3 separate regions of the Mus musculus genome follow, and regions 1 and 2 are each linked to region 3. A link is a contact called in public promoter capture Hi-C data. All regions are on one chromosome and are shown on one strand. Each heading gives the region's core, a stretch centred on a gene start, on an enhancer-like site or on the middle of the called end of the contact. The rest is flanking DNA. Distances are from core to core; before and after follow the strand shown. Region 1 holds the start of Gstk1 (glutathione S-transferase kappa 1). Region 2 holds the start of Casp2 (caspase 2). Region 3 holds the start of Mrps33 (mitochondrial ribosomal protein S33).

Evidence for each region. Promoter capture Hi-C pulls out the DNA fragments that hold promoters and counts their contacts.
Region 1: a promoter capture Hi-C map of pre-B cells shows a contact between it and region 3, with 6 times the contacts expected there. The contact joins the promoter of Gstk1 here to the promoter of Mrps33 in region 3. A contact is called at or near these places in 2 of 39 promoter capture datasets (liver and pre-B cells).
Region 2: a promoter capture Hi-C map of pre-B cells shows a contact between it and region 3. The contact joins the promoter of Casp2 here to the promoter of Mrps33 in region 3.

Annotation. Positions count from the first base shown.
Region 1 is chr6:42,243,918-42,248,012 of GRCm38.p6, forward strand. Gstk1 (glutathione S-transferase kappa 1) reads left to right here and starts at 2,018. Exons shown (of 8, transcript NM_029555.2): 1 at 2,018-2,176; 2 at 2,633-2,714; 3 at 2,894-3,022; 4 at 3,567-3,667; 5 at 3,817-3,852. The coding sequence starts at 2,105.
Region 2 is chr6:42,262,519-42,266,608 of GRCm38.p6, forward strand. Casp2 (caspase 2) reads left to right here and starts at 2,467. Exons shown (of 11, transcript NM_007610.2): 1 at 2,467-2,679. The coding sequence starts at 2,606. It overlaps Tmem139 (transmembrane protein 139), which reads left to right. Exons shown (of 3, transcript NM_175408.4): 2 at 726-987; 3 at 1,210-2,037. The coding sequence starts at 743. The coding sequence ends at 1,609.
Region 3 is chr6:39,808,579-39,812,658 of GRCm38.p6, forward strand. It overlaps Mrps33 (mitochondrial ribosomal protein S33), which reads right to left and starts at 2,358. Exons shown (of 3, transcript NM_010270.2): 1 at 2,286-2,358.

The sequences.
Region 1 (4,095 bases), core at 768-3,267, 2.4 Mb after region 3:
ATATGTATCAAGTGTTTGTCTGTAACTGCCTCAGCTGCTTCACTCATTTGTCTTCAACAGTTAAGTATTTGATGCTCCCAGTTTAACTGTGGTATATGTATCCAACTATATTTTACTAAAACCTCTCATCCTAATATCATTCATTGAATAATTAATCTTTTACTAAATTGAAAAGGCAGCTTATTTAAAGCTTTTCTGGGATTAATTTATGGCTCTGCTTATTGGGGTTTCAAATATAAGCATTGTCTCTACCTTATGTAAGAAGATAAAAATTTCATGCATAAATACCAATCTTTCCCTCCATCCTCCAATGTCTAGTAATTATTATTATTATGTTTAGTTCTTCTGTGGGTCCTTTGGCTACCTTATGTAGTTTTGTTTAACATTCTGTTTCAACAGCTCTAATCAGTGTCTAGGGTTCAACTGGATAAGTGCACAGCCAGTGACTCCAGTAACTGAAGGTTGTCTCTGTACCTCAAGTTTCCATTCAAAGAACTACAGTGTAATTTATTAAAGAAATAGAGAACTTATGAACCTGAGTTTCCCAACAAGCTGCTGGGTTTCATCCAATTATAAGCATCTAAGTTTAACGAACCACAGGTAGTCAACCATCAGAAGATCACGTCTTAGTACCACCAACTCCTCACCATGACCAGTTATTTCTGAGCCTTAATCACTTTTTCTGTCTGTAAATATTAAACGCCCACATTGCAGAGTGGCACTCTTTGAACCTCTCCTGATGCTACCTAATGTCTGAAGTGTTCTTTGCTAAAGGTACTCTAAGTTGTCTAAAGCTTTCTTTTAACACTAGCTATTACTCTCAGCAATATAATGGTGTAAGAAAATAAAAGTAAGTACATTTTTAACCTGTCAGTATGTGATGTGCGTATGTTTGAATATTACAATGTGGGCACCCCACATGAGGAGGTCTTTCCTTGTTGTCCACCTTGTTTAATCAAGGTTCTGAATATACAGCAGTATTATGTATGCTAAGATAAGTGGCCAGGGAGCTTCCAAGGACTCTCTTGTCTCTACCTCCTATCTCATAGTAGGAACACTGGGATTACAGATTAATGCTACTAAACACAGCATCATGTGTACTCTGAAGATCAAAAATCAGGTCAACACAGTTGCACCATTGACCCACTAAACCCCCTCCACAGACGAAAAGGGAATATATTTTTGTTTTTCCCCCCATATCATCTATAATACCAAAACTTTTAATAATAAATGATAACAATAGTATATGGTTCCAGGATATACAAAGCAACATATCAAGACCCCACCCCACTCCCCCAAAAACCCTAAATAAATGAATAATACTAGTAGCAGATGAAGTCCTGTGCCTTCCCTCTTGGGATGTAAGTCATCCTTTTGTTTAGTGTGTCCACACTGTATATATTACCTACCTCCATTTCTGTGACCACCTCCGTTATCAGATCAAGTGCTGTACTGATGAAATACTTATGTTCAAGTAACATTTTTATTATAATAAGGCACAAATTTTAGTGTGGCATGTTATGGTTCTTCTAGCATTCATCACTAATGTGCCTAATTTATAAGTTATAATTTACTGTGTGTAGAAAAAAAACATAATATGTAGAGTTTCATCTACAGTTTCAGGCATCCCCTGGGTGTGCTGTAATGTATAGAATGAAGATTTTTTAAAAGACCACTATGTCAACTGTCAAATTCATTCTAAACATTGTTCTTATCTCTGAGAAAGTGAATACAATAAAAGATGCAATTCGGAACTTCCATATTGCCGGTCTTTAAACGTCATCCAACGCAAATTTGGATCCTTGTGTATTGCCTTCTTGCTTGAGGGACAAAGTTCTAGAGCTGGCTGCACACACTTGAGATCCTTCTCTGGATCTGACCTTCCCCTTTATCTCAGACTCCGCCTTCCTCATCCGCTCTTGGTCTACCCGTGTACACCCCTGGGCCAGCCCTATAGGGCGGGGCCTCTCCCGGAGACTGCGCACTAGGGCCCTTAGCAGACCCGCCTGCAATTCGCGGACTACGATTGGCTGCTTGCTCTTCAGCTACCTAAAGCTCTTCGGCAGCCCAAGGCTTCAAGTTCACTTTCTCTCACCACTGTAGAATGGGGCCGGCGCCGCGCATCCTGGAACTCTTCTACGACGTGCTGTCCCCGTACTCCTGGCTGGGCTTTGAGGTGACACGGGGGAGCCGCCCGGGTTGTGGTCTGCGAGGCGAGTGCACAGTGGGGCACTGATCACCGGGCTGCAGAAATTCCAGTGGATGCCCTCAGGGTTAGCACAGGGTTCAGGTTCAAGTTCACTTTGTGCCTTTAAACGGACCGAGACTCCGCCAAGTAGGGTCCTGATCCTAAGGTCAAATATTCTCTTTCCACAGACCCTAGAAAGAACAGAGGCAACTCCAATGAAGCTAGGTCAAGTTCGGGGAGGGGGATCAGGGGCGCTAGGATGCTCTACGGGATGAAAACCGTACACTGGAGTAAGCATTCTGGTATCTATTTCAAAGAACTGAGAGTTTTGTCCTATTAAACCAACCAGTTCAGTGTGAAGTCCCCATCTCTGTCCAGCACTTAGAGGCAGAAGACAGCCCTCAAATGCCACACAAGCTCCCCTTCTTATCTCTGCACTTGTAGGTCCTATGCAGATACCAACACCTCTGGAATATAAAGCTGCAGTTGCGGCCCACTTTAATCGCTGGGATCATGAAAGACAGCGGTAAGCATGAAGAAGCTCCACCTCTCTGGGCAAGGAGGGTTGCTTTCTGTGGCCTGAGGGGCCTGTCCTGCACTGAGTATGCAGACCTCAGCCTAAACTAGTAGTTTGCTTTCTACTGGAGAGGTTCCAGTAGACCCTCATGTCCTCTCTCACCAGTTGTCTTAACTCTCCACTGCCAGGAAACCAACCACCTGCTATGGTTCCCCGAAAAGGCCAGTACATCTTCAAAGAGATTCCTCTCCTGAAGCAGTTCTTCCAGGTTCCCCTCAACATACCCAAGGATTTCTTTGGTGAGACTGTGAAGAAAGGTGAGGAGGAGGATGAAGAGAAGACTCGGCAGTTAAGAGCACCGGCTGCTCTTCCAGAGGACCTAATTTAATTCCCAGCACCCACAATGGTGGGTCACAACCACCTATAACTCCAGTTTCAGAGGAAACAGAAATAAATAAGTGAAGAGGGTCAGAAACACTGGGGAATGTAGTGGAGAGCAGTCCAGCTGAGGCTTTCATAGGATATCAAGAAATAAAACATGCTTGTGTGGGGAACCCAGCATCAGCTAGCCAAAAGAGAGGGATGGGAGAAGCAAGAACTGCATAGAGTAAATCCATTATGAGAAACTGGAATTAAAGACTGCAGGTGACGGAGCTTGGGGGAGTGTCTGAAAGAAGGATGAGCTTGGGGGCGTGTCTGAAGGAAGGATGAGCTTGGAGGCGTGTCTGAAGGAAGGATGAGCTTGGGGGCGTGTCTGAAGGAAGGATGAGCTTGGGGGCGTGTCTGAAGGAAGGATGACACGGTCCTCCATCAGGACAAAAGGAATAGGAATCTTAGCTCTACATGCCTCTGCCCCCACAGGAAGTATAAATGCCATGCGCTTCCTCACCACTGTAAGCATGGAGCAACCAGAGATGCTGGAGAAGGTGTCCAGAGAGATATGGATGCGTGTATGGTCTCGAGTAAGGGCTAAACTCTGAATCCTGGAGGGAGGGGACGGGGAGCTAGATGAGATTCTGACCTTGCCCGGGGCAATTTCCAGAAATAGGATCCTGCTGTCATACCGGTCTCTTTGCTATTTCCTTCTGGCTAAATGTTCTCTTCTTCTTAGGATGAAGATATCACGGAGTATCAGAGCATTCTGGCTGTGAGTGTCTAGACTGGACTCCCTACTATTGTCACAGGGAATCTGAGAACAAAGAAGGGTTCTTAACGATTGAGAAAGTTAGTGTCTGAGGGGACAGGTTACTATAAAGTTGGGATGAAGAGGATTCTTTGAAGAATGTTCTGTGGGCTATGGTTGTAGCTCGTACTTAAGCGCAGTTCATACTTAGTCTGCTTGAGTCCCTTAGTTTAATCCCCAGCCACAGCAACAAAATGTCTACTGTGG
Region 2 (4,090 bases), core at 1,217-3,716, 2.5 Mb after region 3:
CTCTGGCTGGGAAGAGAAAAATAGAGGTCTGACCTAACCAGGAAAAGGGCAAAGCTTGGTCCATCATATGGATTCCAGAGATTCCTGTGTGCACTGAGGCCACAGGTGAAGGAACCCCTGAAGGGAGACCCTCACTCCAGTCTCAGGAATCGAGAGCCCAGAAAGTCACAACAGTCAAGCTTGCTGCAAACACACGAGGTTTTAATGGCACACAAACCAGCATGCTGAGGTCGAGACCCATACACCACGCAGGGGTAGAGGAGTCCGACCACGACCCTATTTTCCAGCAGGCTTTATAAGGGGAATTAGGCCATCTGGCCAGGGGCTGGGGCCCATGTTCTCAGGGCAGTCATTATTATTTTTTTATTCTTCACAGGTAAGGTGGCTGGCCCTGGATCCAGCATGGTGTAGTTGGGAGCTAAAACAGAGACTTCAGGGAAGAGAGAGAGAGAGCAAAGAATGCAGGCAGCGCTATGAAACACTACGTTCATCTGTTCATCTGCGAGTTGAGAATCAGAACTGAACTAATTTCCCAGCTTTCCAAAGCAATAACCTATAATAATAGGAGACAATAATGGAGCTGCCAGAGGCCCTGAAGATCATTTGTTTCAGACTGAATTGAACACTGGGAATCCAAATAGAAGAGCATAATACTTTTACTTTGGGGTCTGGCACTACTGCAGTGCTGATCACTAGCTAACACACAACTGTGTGTCTTTCTGCAGGTGCCCTGGGAGGGGCCATGGTGCCAAGACAGTTGTTGGGGAAACTGAAGCAGCCATTTCTCTTCCTGAGCAGTGCCTCCCTCCTCCTGGGGCTGGCTTTACTGGTCATACAGTCTGATGTCGCCCCTGTTGCTTACTTCTTCCTCTGCTTGGCTGGCTTTTGCTTTGTTGCTTGCCTCCTGGCCTGTGTTATGGAACGATGCTCCCGATCGATGCCAAGCTCCAGGCAGACTGAGAATCCAGAGGCCTCAGGCCAAGCGCAGTGAGTCGATGGGAGATGGGCAGGATGACGGGAAGACACGCAAGGCCCTCGTTCCCTCTGTGCCCATCCTTTCTTAAGCATAGACTCTGCTTTCCTCTGTCACTGGTATCATTAAGAGCAATGGTCAGCAGACAATAGAGAGGTCTTTTGCAAGAATGGTGGAACAGAAAAAGGGGGTCTTCTTTCAGGTACCCACTAACGACCATATTTCTTCTCCCACAGAGACAATGGAGCTTTTGAGGTGCCAACCTATGAACAGGCTGTAGAGGTGATGGATTCACAACCACAGAGCCACCTCCAAGAGCTGGAGCAACCACCCCCTTACAGCAGTATCATAATATCCCCAGGAGTTGAGGGGGCACAGCCTAGCCAACCAGACAGTCCCAGCACAGGCAGTCTGAAAAGGCGAGTGGGCTCAGAGGGGACAATGACTGCCAGAGGAAACCCTGGAAGAATTCTTCGACTTAGGGGTCCACGAGTTGTGGCCACTGCTCCTGATCTGCAAAGCATGAGAGTGGCCCCCAAACTGGAGCCTAGTACTCCACCTCCTGCCTATGAAATCAGTTTTGCTCATGCTGATGATGACAGTGTTTTCTATGAAGATAAATGGATACTTCCCTAAGTGGTGCCCTCAGAACCTGTGCACTCATTTGCCCAGCATTTCCTAGTGTCTATTGGATCAGAAACTGGTTTTACCCGGACATCACAATCGAGGCCTTCAAAGCAGCGGGGAGTCGGGCTGTGGCATGTCGTTCACAGATAAATGGCACACCTAGATTCTTCTGGAAACATTCTGGAACCTATCTGATGACCAGTATTTCCAGAGTAAGGTGGAAGATGAGAAAGAGATAAGTTACCAAGAGAAGCTGGAGGGATACCTCTGAGTGACTGCTGTGTTTCTTCTATTGTAGACACCAAGTCTCCCTGAGATTCCTGATGGGGTATTACCTACCAAGATAATGAGAGCTTCTAAGGTTGAGGGGAGCTGAATAGTTTGCACAAGAACGGGATGCTAGTAAAAACATAAAAATAACTCGAATCAAATTCCAATTCCAGTGCCTCCTGTTTTCAATACCAAGCAGGCAATCCGCATTACTTTATAGCCTTGTCAACTGGTAGATAAGAGAATGAGAGGACACTTGTGTAGGAAAAGCGCGACCACGAGCTGCCCCAGCCTGGGAGAAGAGCGCCTCCTAGTGCTTTCCGTCTTCCCTGCATCCTGGCCCTGGAAGTTCAAGGCGAACAAGGATAACAAGGGAAGCCCAGCCCCTTTGGTCTCTTGTAGTTACTTCAGGAGGGGTCGGAGGAACCAGGGGAGGGGGCTGCGGTTTCCGCGGGAATCGATAGCCAATCAGGTCCCCGAGTAGGAGAACCCTCGCTCTTTTCCCGCCCCTTCCCGTTCCTTCTAGCGCCTCCTCTCTTCCCATTGGGCTGTGCGAGCCTCAGCGAGCAGTGTGCGCTTGCGCATGTCCCGGCGTGGGTGGGGCTTGCTGGCGTCGGGCGGAGCCGTGCGCAAGCGCGGCGCGGTGGGAGGCTGGGGGAGGGATGCGGGGGCTGGCGCGGCCCAGCGTTTGTTTGTTTTGTGGGTGGTGCGTGTGCAGCCCGGGAAAAGCTGGAAATGGCGGCGCCGAGCGGGAGGTCGCAGTCCTCCCTGCACAGGAAGGGGCTGATGGCGGCTGACAGGAGGAGCAGGTGAGGAGGGCAGAGGAGGGGAGGCGGCCAGGCGAGCGGCGCGGCTTCTTGGCCTGGTGCCGCGTGTACAGGGGCTGCAGCAGCCTCCCTTTGTCCAGCGCAGAGGAGTCTATGAGAGCGATCTTGTCCGTCCCGCGCTACTTCTCGCCTGCGGCATCTCACCTTTTCCAGAGATGCTCCGGCTTTTCCTTCCAGTTCTTAGCTGAGGACTTAAACTCATTTCTCTTTAAAAACCAGAGACTTCGCAGCTCGGCCTTGGGCGCATTTGACTTGGATTGACTATCTCGTGCCCTGCACTGCTTTCTCATATAATAGATGTTTGTCAGAGAGTTCCACACAGGTTTGGGGGATTTGAATCCTTTGAGAGGATTAGATGGTTCCCGTTTCTCCGCCTCCTCCGTCAGTTTCGATGAAAACATTGCACAGGACGACACAATTTTATTGTTTCCTGTCCAGACCTCTAACATTAATATAGAAACGGGAACTCTTACAGGACACGGAATCAAAGCGTTAGAAACCTCTCGGTGTTCTTTTTCTCCATTCCACTTTTCATGGGTGCCCTAAAATTCCAGGTGACTGGAAACTTCGGGAAAGTTCATATTTTAAGCCTGGTAGTTTGAGATAAAAGGAAGTGGCAGGTGTGCGGAGTAGGTGGAGCCTCAGATAAAACACGGTGACGACTGCTTCGTTAAAAATTCAAGCCTGGGACATAAGAGGATTTAGAACTGGAGTCAGTAAATTGTACCTGAGGATGCAATTGTCTAGAGAAAAGCCCCCTCCCCTTTATTTTTTTGCAAGGGTGTCCTAGTGCAGGGCCAGCATTTAAAGGCTACAAGGCTGTAATCCTGGCATCCTGATGCCTGAGGCAAGAGAATCAGAAACTGAAAATGAGTTTGGTCTCCTGGTCTAGTCCTGTCAAAGAGAATGAGGTGTTGGGGGAGAGGTCAGGTGCCCTCTACAGGAAACCGGAACATGGCTAGCCAACTGAAACTGGAGAGAGCAGTAGAGTGGAAGTCGAGGAAATGAAGCCGCTTAAGAAATGGATCTTCCTAATGACCTAAGAACTCTGCTCTACCATTCATTATATACCTAATGATAAACCCAGCTAACAGCTGCTGTATTCATTTTAATTTAACCAAGGTCCTGTATTTATCCCCATTACTGTGTTGTCTTGTAAGGTGATTCTTAACTGAGGTTTTAAATTCATGTAGAGCATGAATTTTAAAACCTCAGTTAAAATTCTAGTGAATTTTGAAATAGCAGGTACATTCTGAATATTTACTCTGCGTCAATACCTCTTGCTAATGCAGTTTCTCAGGACCCTATTTTTCCATCTAACTGTGGCCTGAAAGGACTTAAAGGAGCCTTTATACAAGGGGCATTCGACCAGTGCGTGGTATTTCAGTGATTG
Region 3 (4,080 bases), core at 1,108-3,607:
AAGGAGAGGAAGCCTGTAGACAGCAGCTATGCTAAGGTAACTCCATAGCCACTTTGCAGTGTAGCACACAGGTGGGATATATAATCAGCCGTAAGATCTGATTAGACTCCATGGCAACACAGACCACAAAAGCCAAGTCTTAAAATGACAGCCTTCTCTCTCTTATGACAAAGAGAGAGAATAATCCTCTTTAGACCCGAGTCCCTGACTCAGCCCTACTCCCAGCATGGTGGCTTTAGCTTAACTAACACACACACACACACACACACACACACACACACACACACACACACACACGATGTACTTTTTAAAAAAGCTTCAAAAATTGCATTCGTTTATTTTGTGCTGGTATGTATGTATGTATATATGGACACACATGTGCTACAATACACAGGTGGAGGTATGAGGACATTTAATCGTCCCTAGTCATTAGGGTTGACTGCAGTGTCTTTGTCCATTGAGCCATCTCACTGGTCTGTTAAACTTTAAGTATAAACAACACATAAATAAACCAACAGAGGTCAGTTGTGGCCTTCAAACCTGGCACTTCAAAGCACAGGCTAGTGGTTCTCTGTGCGTTCAAGACCAGTCTTGTTCTAAGTGAAATTTTAGGCAAGCCAGGGCTACATGGTGAGACCCTGTCTCACCACAAAAACACAGGCTAAAATGCCTGCTTTCTGTAACTGGTCCTAGGGCGGATGCATTGCTACCTCCCTTCTCCCTTCTTTAACTTAAAAAAAAAAAAAAAAGAAGAGGCTGGAAAGATGGCTTAGCAGTTTAGGTGCTTGTCACCAGGCCTGCCATCTGACTGTGATCTCTGGGACTCCCCTAAGGTGACCTCTGCATGCCTGAGCACACACACATACATGTAAAGGGCTATTTAAAAATTTAGGACGTTTTGAGATTTCAGTATGCTTTCCTAAAGGATTTCAATTTTATGAAAGAATATAACCTTTTAAATTATATAACATTAAGTCAAATGATTTACATGCCAATTAGATTTCAATTCACATAAAATTATCCTAGGAGTTACACAATAGGGTAAAAATTAAAAACAAACAAACAAAAGTTATTTGTGGGTGGGTCTGTGTGACTATGTTCCCAGGGAGGCAAGATGGAGAGGGTTCCCCTAGACCAGTAGTTCTCAATCTTCCTAATGCGGCGTTCCTTTAATACAGTTCCTTATGTCGTGCTGACCCCTCTACCATAAAATTATTTCATTTCTACTTCATAACTGCAGTTCTGCTATTGTTATGAATTTATGAATTGTAATGTAAATATCTGATATGCAGGATATCTGATATGTGACTCACAGGTTGAGAACCTCTGCCCTATAATGGTGTTATACGTGGTTGTGAGTTATCTGACTAGAAACTCAACCTGGATCCTGCAAGAGCAATATGCTCTATTAACTACTGAGCCATCTCTTCAGCCTCACAAATTAGTTCCTTTGAAATATCATGTTTCTTTAAATGTGAATGAAAGAAAAATACAGGTGAAAATAACCGTTGAAAATGAGAAGCAAAACCAAATTACTTAAATATGTCAAGCAAAACACATAAAGCCCACATCTGAAAATTCAGAACTCTTTTTTCCCCTTTTGGCATAAAAAGATAAGTTTATCTTTCTCATGGATCTATTTATTTAAAATGCTTGCAGGTACACTTGTGTGGGTATAAGTGTAGGTCAATTATCAACATCAGGAGTACAATTTACCTTATTATTTGAGTTTCGACTGACAAGGAAAGCTGAAGGCATAGTGCCTGCCTAATCACGACCCAAGGAATGCATACGAGTTGTTACTGAGAAGCAACGTGCTCAGAGCATTTAAAAACTGGTACCAATTATTTTACTGGGTCACAGGGCATGAACCCCTCCGAACAGATAACTTTATTTTTTTTTTTTTGTTCAGCATGCACAACTCATACTCTCCGCTGTCTGATTCGCGCACTCCTCCGGCGCTGGAAGCTGTAGTAGAGTCATTCATTTTCCCAAGCATCATCTAAACTGCATTTTAAATAACAATCAACAAATATCGCCGGCGCATCCCACACAAAACTGAGTGCGAGGGCGGGCTCACTAGGAGAAAGGAAGTGCGTTTTTGGTTTGTTCAGTTCCCCACAGGATAAGGGGAAAGCCTCGGGTGTTTGTGGGGTACACGTGGAAGCTCCAGGAAGGCCCCTAACTGACTCGACTGGATCTGGCAATTCCACCAGGTTAGGGACCCGGGTCCGCCCGCACCGCCGCCGCCCTCTGCTGTGACCCCAGCGCTCCGCTTGCCTTACCTGCTCCTGACCTCGCGCACGCGCGTCCCCGGAAGGCCCGCCCCCCTTTACTTGCTTCCCAGCTCCAGAGAGCAGGAGAGAGGCGGAAGCTTGATGGCTAGAGCGGAGTCGGCGGACAACCCGGAACTACTCTCACTCCCTGGGGGCGGGACCTCGGGCGACACCTAGCGGCCGCGCTCGCTCTGAGCCCAGGGCCTCCGCCCGCGAGGAAAGCCGGGTTGTGTGGGTGTGGTTCTGAGAGTGGGGGAGCCTTGGCTATCCAGGAAGGTTCTAGAGGGACCACACGCATCATTTTGTCGAGAATAGCCAGAGCTGAGTCCCTCCTCGCTGAAGCTCCTTGCTCTGTGATAATAGAATGAAATGCAGTATTTTTCCTTTGTCTTCACGTTTCATTTTTCTTTTCATTAGAGCTTATGCTCTTTGCGTTCCAAAGATACTTGATGCTAGCTCAGAGTCTTTCTGACCGTGTTGGGTTCCTATCAATCAAGGAGTTGAGCTGTGGTTCTCTTTTCGGGGTACAGGGATAGAACTCTTGGATAGGAGATAGACAGGAGCAGTAACACAGAGAAATTGTGTTTTGGAAGATAGCCTAAGTTCTGCTTCTCTTTGTACATTTGGATAAGCTAGTGTAAAACTCTGTCCCCAGCCTTTTTCTTTTCTTTTCTTTTTTTGTTTTGTTTTGTTTGTTGAGACAGGGTTTCTCTATGTAGCATTGGCTGTCTTGGAACTCACCGTGTAGACCAGGCTGGCCTCAAACTCAGAGACCCATCTGCCTCTGCCTCCTGAGTGCTGGGATTAAAGGTACACACCTGGGCCGTCAATCCCAGACTCAAACTTTTATGATAAACTCTCAATTGTTTTTTAAAAGCAAGATGTCTTAATTGTGGAGCAAGAAAATATCGTAACGGACAGTATGAGATCAATCATGAGATCTTGAGCAATCTCAAAAGAAATCAGATATGTGGGCCAAGAAAACTGCAGCTTTATCTGCGCAGCTGTGTCAGCTGCGGGTCAGAGTGCCCTTTACCGTTGACTGTCCTTGGGAATGAAGATAGGTTGCTCATACCGCATCAACAACTAAGGTACCGGGGTATTTGCCTACGTGTGCACCAGTGAAGGGTCAGCATCCTGCAGAGACCATGACTTCATTACGATATTATTTTCATTGTGGGCTTGGCCAGGATAAGCTTTTCTAGAGGATCCTGAGAAGAAATATCCTTCAAAAGTGATCTGACCCACCGTGACTTAGGAAAGAAAAAGGCTCGCCCTACTCTATCACTATGACACCCACTTTATAAATGTAAGAATTAAAAAAAAAATACGACGGGGAATCTACTGTGCTCTTGCCCTTCTCTTTGGAACAGCTCACTCCTTGAAATCTTCGCTTGCTTTGTTAGATAAACTGCTTACACTGTGTGTCTCCTCTGAATTTCTTCCTTGAAAAAACAAGAGCTGAGAGACCGCCTCTCATAAAAAAGGCATGTCTCCTCGGCAAGCCTTTCACTGACAACAGAAACACTATCAGTATTTCGCTCCTTGCAAAATCTGCTTTCAATAGAGCCACCTTTTATAGGGATTACTATACAGTGCCTATTGAGTGCTTGGTAGGTCGATTGAGAAACGAGTGCTTATTTTCTGAGCATTAATCAAAGTCTTACATAAATACAGTAAAATAGATTTTAGAATTGAGGCAAGTCAGCAGCAAGTTCTATATCTAGAGGAGGGCATTCAATTGACATTGTCTTTGCTCCTATAGAATTTGTGTTTGCCAAGTTTTAATATGTTATCAACTCAC